2 separate regions of the Mus musculus genome follow, and region 2 is linked to region 1. The links are chromatin contacts, called in public Micro-C maps. All regions are on one chromosome and are shown on one strand. Each heading gives the region's core, a stretch centred on a gene start, on an enhancer-like site or on the middle of the called end of the contact. The rest is flanking DNA. Distances are from core to core; before and after follow the strand shown.

Region 1 (2,866 bases), core at 292-2,791:
ATGTGCACAGGCATCTTACAGCAGCTATACTGCTAAAGAAAAAAAAAATGTCTCTTCCTCCCCCTACTGCTGCTATCTTTGCCAAGATTATCTTTGCCCAGGCCCAGATACCAAAAACCTCTCCCCATGGAAAAATACATCAGCCTTCAGAGTCTGAACAGGCTCCAATGTTGTCACACAGACCCACACCTGGAACCCGGTGGGAACAGGGCAGTCATACGGAGTCCTGCCTCCTCCCCACAGGTCGGAGTGGCCAGAACCTGGTACCACCACATTCCAACAACACTCATTCCCTTCATCTCTAAAATGGCACCTGGGCACTGTGGATCCCCAGCTCTAGGAAAGGGCAGAACTGTCCCATGGGCTTCAAGCCTCACCAACCCTAGCCATCCTAGACTTGCCCGCTGACCCAGCCACCCAAAATGCCTGTCCCTAAGCCACAGTGCCAAGGTCACATGGGGTTAGGCACATTCTCAGTCTTTGATTCTGGCCAGGTTGCTGGCTCCCTGTGTATCTCTAAGTGTCTTACTTAGGGTCTGCATTGCTGTGAAGAGTCACCATGACCAAAGCAACTCTTATAAAGGACAACATTTAATTGGGGTTGACTTACTGGTTCAGAGGTTCAGTCCGTTATCATCAAGGCAGGAAACATGACAAGCATGGCACTGTAGGAGCTGGAGATTCTACATCTTATTCTAAAGGCAACCAGAAGAAGACCGTGTCCCAGGCAGCTAGGAGGAGGCTCTCAAAGCCCACCCTTACAGTGACACACTTCCTCCAAAAAGGTCACACCACCTAACAGTACCACTCCCTATGTGCCAAGCATATTCAAACCACCACACTAAGGAAGCAGTCCCCAAGTCCCCTTGATGAAGTCGGTCAACATCATCAGCTGAGGCCAAACCAACGTTCAAGTCCACAGTTGTCCTTCACCCTCGGTGGAGCCATGGACAACACTGCCTGAACTCAAGACAAATTGAGGGACATTGATGGATCCCAAGCTTATGCCAGGTTTGGGGCAAGTGAGGATGGAGGTGGGGGTTCCTTCTGAGCTCCTGTCTGTGTAGACTTGGGTTCCCTGTCAAAGCCAGTAGCAATTCCAGGATCTGGTGGAAATGCTAAAAAAAAAAAAAAATAGAGAAAGTGTGCTCTGTGGTGTAGTCACACTGCCCTCTGCTGGACAAACTTAACACGACAAGGAGAACCTGTATTTGTGGACATTAGACAACTACACAAGTAGGCGCTCAGTGTTTGTTGTTTAGTTATTTGTCATGAACGCTCATGAGCATCAGAGAAGGGACAATGGAGTTTGAGCTGAGAAGGGCGAGGAGAAAGAGATCCTGGACCAGGCTTGGGAAATGGCCAGGATCAGGCGAGCCTGAAGGGAAGAGTGTCTGAGCCTGGGCAGAGGAGCCAAAAGGACACGTGCCACTTTTGTTTGAAGAAAATGTGCATGGTCTCTGCTTAGAGGTGGATGGGGAAGCTGTTGCCTATACCCTGTGGGCCCCTCCCCTTCCAGGGCTAGCTCTAGCCAGCCCTGCCGCCTATTTCCCAGAACAGACTCTGCAGTCCCAAAGGCTCCCACGCTGAGACACCAGCTCCCCTGACTGGCCTTAAGCTACAGGGGCTGAATCTCAAATGAGCCACCAAGACCTCGCTGTTTTCGGCTCCATCGAGATAAGAAAACACCACGAGAAGTAATTGACAAGAGTTAATAATTTAACAATGCAATAGACCTTGTAATTAAAAATAAGCTGAAGGAGCTCACAAAGTGATTACAGTGGTGTTTCAAGGCCCAATTACATCAAAAGTGCCTCTCGCTGCGTCAAAAGAGAGAAGCGGGCCAAGAGGACAAGTCAGGAAAGAGGCCCACTAGGGCACAATCATTAACTACGAGTGTCACCTCTAGGCTGTAAAAACACGTCAGGTACACATGGCCAGTACTGGCTGACACCTTCCCCCAGCCCAAGACATTTAGGAACTGCCCCCAGCCCCTTCCCCCTTCTCCCTTTTCTGGGGAAGCGTCTGAAAAATCTCAAGCCTTGCCCCATCTCTCCCCACCCCCTCTGAAGTCTCAGATTCTTTTCCTTCCGGTGAGCTTTAGTGGGCAATATCAAACAGCTCCCTTGATTTATGCACCAAGCCAATGAATAAAACACTGTTCTTCTCCAAAGCCAGCACCCATGCCCACTGTGCTGAGAGAAGTTTGCCTTACAGCCGTCACCCGGGTCACGGCCTCTTGGAACTCTGGGTAAAGTTTTCTCTGTCTTCGTAGAGCCAATGCTGGTCTCTCTGTTCAGTTACCCGTTCTATCCTGAAATCACAACACTCCACCAGGTCCAGATATTTGTACTTAGAGGCTTTGGGGATGAAATCTCCAGACCTGATTTTTTTCTTTAATTTTAATGCATGAGCCCCTGTCATCTTCAATAATCCTGGTTATCCTTTTACAGATACTTTCTCCCTAGAAATAAATAGCTGTTTTCTGATAAATCTAAGCCCACCCATGGACGGCACTGTGTATATTAACACCATCCTGCCCCTAGTGATGGAGAGGGCTGGGTGACACAGCAGGAGACACGGAGAGCAAGGATGGGCAGCCGGGCAAGGGATGACCAAGGTGTGTTCCACACTGACGGTTTATCCACCGCTGTGGCCAAAACAACTCTGAGATGACAGCTCTGCCTGCTTTTCCTTTTTTATACCAGAGTCAAAGGGCTCAAAGACCATGACCAGGGAAGAAAGGCAGGGGTGTACGTACAAGGTACAGTGAAGAAGCCAAGCACGTGTTTCTGCAAACCTAGCAGTTTCCTGGAGCCTGAGGCAAAGGACTGCTCAGAGACCCCTGCCCCCTTCAACAGAAACT
Region 2 (2,995 bases), core at 353-2,852, 200 kb before region 1:
CACACAGCAGCAGAGTGGGGCATGGGCCACGGGGGGGATCTTTCCTTGTGAGAAGTGTTTGCTCAATTGAGGTGAGTTTCATTGTGTGCCCTTTCCTTCACGGGAGGGCAGTCCAGGTTGGCAAACCTACAGTTCCAGAACATTTTGTGTGAGCCACTGTAGTGTGTGATTTCTAGTTGAGCCCCCTCTACCGTGCAAATCAGGGTCTCTCTAATAAGGATGTAGGAAAGTCCAGACCTGGTCAAAGGGTCATCACAGGGTACAACAGCTAGCAGTTTGGGATTCCTGGCTCCTGCTTGTGAGAATTCCCCTATGAGGACAAGTTTCTGCCACAATGATCTCCTCTGCACCCCCAGTCTCAACAGAACTATATGAAATGGATAGAATCTCTATTTTCCAGGAACCTCTCATGGGCCAGGGACATCTTTGTGGCCTCTCTATCTCCACACCATCATAAAGAGACATGATATCCTGAAGCTACAGCCCCATTTCTAGTGTTAACACTGTCCCTGGGGCTCGGCATCTCCCTTCAGGTTCCCAGACAGTGGGATCTCTGAGGAAATTCTGTGACTTTTGCCTGTGCATAAATTCCATTCTAATGGGAAGAGTTTGGACTTTCCAGAAACAAAAGCCAGTAACTCAGGCAAGGGCTTACTTTAGCCTGACCATGCTGTCTCATGGAGACAACAAAACCCTGAGCCTAGATTGGGAAGAAGACAGAGAGGGAAAACCTAGAGAGAGTAAAAAAAAAGAAAAGCAAGAAAAATGGGTATCTCGATATATGGCTTGGCCCAAGGGCAATATTTGTTCAGCCATGATGGTTTGATGTGTTAGCAAGGCAGAGGTAGGTGGTATTTCACCCAGTGACCTTCAGACTCAAGTCACAGCATAAAACAGAGCAGCGTGGCAGGCTCCAGGCAGGGGGATGTGGAGAAGTGACCTTCAGGCTCAGCGTGGAGGAAGCTGGTCCCATACCATCCCATTAGTACTAAGCCACAATTGATCACCACAGCAAATCAATGCAAGCGAGGTCCCTTCCAAAGCTCTCTACAAATCGGCTGTATCGTGAAATACGAGCTTGTGAAGTTTCTCATTTTGTACAATTCTGACATTTCTTGCCATGTGATTAAAATATAATAAGATCAAATAGAAAATACTATTTGCTCAATCACCTGCAAACCTAACACAGTCAATACTGCAATTCCATCCAGGAAGAAGCCATTTCCTAGACTCCATAAAGAAGCCCACATTTAAATTTCATGTTCTCCGCTGTTACTGTGAAAAATTACATGTTTTAAATATAGGACAAATACAGGCCAGGCCAATTCTTGTTATAATAAATTTTATTTCAACATTCTCAGTAAATAAAACCTCCAAGCCCTGGCCAATGAATGGCTGCCTCAAGGCTCATTCAATAATACATAATTCCATTCCAAATAATGATTTGTTCATTTCCTTTGAAGTCTGATTCAAGTCCCTTTCCCCTGAGAAAGCCCAGGTTTCCAACTAGCGTTTCCTCCTTCCATGCTTCTTAGAACACAGAACACCTTTGAGTGTGTGCCCCTTCTCTTCCTGCTGTGAGTGGGCAGCTCTTCAAGATCAAAGAACTGTTACAACCACCACTGGCCTGCATTCCTGGCTACCTTGCCAGTGTTCCACAGGAAGCAGGTACTCCACAGCTATTTCCTGATCGAAAGAGCCCATAATGATAGCGTTTAACCCATGGCAGGTTTTCCACCCATCCATCTCCCAACACTGCTAGAATCCCCATCATACCAGCCATTTCTAGTGAAGACGTGATGTTATCCTCAGAGACCTCCACACACACACACAGTCATTTTACACACTGTCAGCTTCATCTATTAATTTTCTTACTGTCAGAGACAGTTAAGGGAGCCTTTGTGGAAATGTCTAAGGATCTGTAAAACAGAAGCATATTTGTTTGGCTTCCCCTGGTGCATGGGGCTTAGGAGCTGTGCAATCATAAGTATCAGAGTGAGCTCGGTGGCTTTCCCATAATTGACTTGGGGAGGCAAGAATACAATTCGGAAACAGAGTGCTTTCTTGGGGCCCTAGTACTCTCTAGTCCAGAGATCATTTGAAAACAAAAAGCAAACCTAAATCTTCAAGCCAGATGCTTCCAGATCGAGACCAGCTTTTAACCCTGTACTACAGGTAAGATTAGCTTCTAGTCCAAGTGTTTGACAATGCAAAGAGCCCCCACCCACCCACCTACCCCAGCCTTGCCACCCTGTGATTTTAAAGGACTCTCAGAACTAAATTAAGCAGGTGCCAGGTCAGGATATCAGCCTCTGGGCAGGCAACCTGGGTCTCTAAGTAGAGGAAGAGTCCTTGAGTCCAGGAAACAGGATCTGGTAGGCCCTCCTGGCCACATGTGAGAGCCATGAGCAACAGTTCCTAGAACTTGGTAGAGAAAGGTTCCCACACAGACTGCCTGTCCTTTGAGTGAGCGGTCCTCCGCAGGCTCCTGTGTCCTAACACTTGGTCCCCAGAAGGTGGTGGTGGTATTTGTGAAGGTTGCTAACAAGGCAGACTCTAATAGAGGAAGAAGTAGGTCACTGTGGGGATCTAACTGGTCCCTGCCATGCCTTCATCCCCCATGATGGACTGCCATGACCTCTGAAACCATAAACTGAAGAGAACCTTTCATTGATTTAAGTTGCTTCTTGTCAAGAGTTTTGTCATAGCCAAGTGACTAATATGGCGCCTGTGACCAGGGACTAGGTAGCCCCTTGGCAGCTTTGGTCCCAGGTTATAGAGACGTCAGGTTGAATGGAGACTTCTAGAACTAAGATGATCCTCAGAAACTAACTTGTCCTGGCCTTGAGGATCAGAAAGTACTCAATTCAAGAGTTTGGAAAGAGTATACTCGAATTGGCTTGAGTACAGGAGACTACAGTCCCGTCTGTTCAGAGCACCTGGCTCCATCCCCTGTGGTCTCCTCTGCTGTGCCCACCCACTAAGTGCTGTTTCC

Evidence for each region. Hi-C and Micro-C count contacts between places; a contact is called where the count stands out from the background.
Region 2: a Micro-C map of embryonic stem cells shows a contact between it and region 1, with 3 times the contacts expected there. The contact joins two enhancer-like sites. A contact is called at or near these places in 6 of 15 datasets of contacts at CTCF or cohesin (CD8 T cells, the NIH/3T3 cell line, embryonic stem cells and 1 more), 74 of 484 Hi-C or Micro-C datasets (the AML12 cell line, the AtT-20 cell line, B cells and 31 more) and 3 of 115 datasets of contacts at active chromatin or transcription factors (all in embryonic stem cells).

The regions. Positions count from the first base shown.
Region 1 is chr11:52,419,891-52,422,756 of GRCm38.p6, reverse strand. No RefSeq gene overlaps it. Among named protein-coding and RNA genes, the nearest start is that of 9530068E07Rik, 25 kb to the right of the region's middle. Within about 2 kb of position 1,541, at least 3 of the 459 cell types and tissues checked have an H3K27ac peak or open chromatin away from gene starts, as enhancers often do.
Region 2 is chr11:52,621,673-52,624,667 of GRCm38.p6, reverse strand. The region is part of intron 1 of Gm30366 (a long non-coding RNA gene); the gene reads right to left. Among named protein-coding and RNA genes, the nearest start is that of Gm30366, 44 kb to the right of the region's middle. Within about 2 kb of position 1,602, at least 2 of the 459 cell types and tissues checked have an H3K27ac peak or open chromatin away from gene starts, as enhancers often do.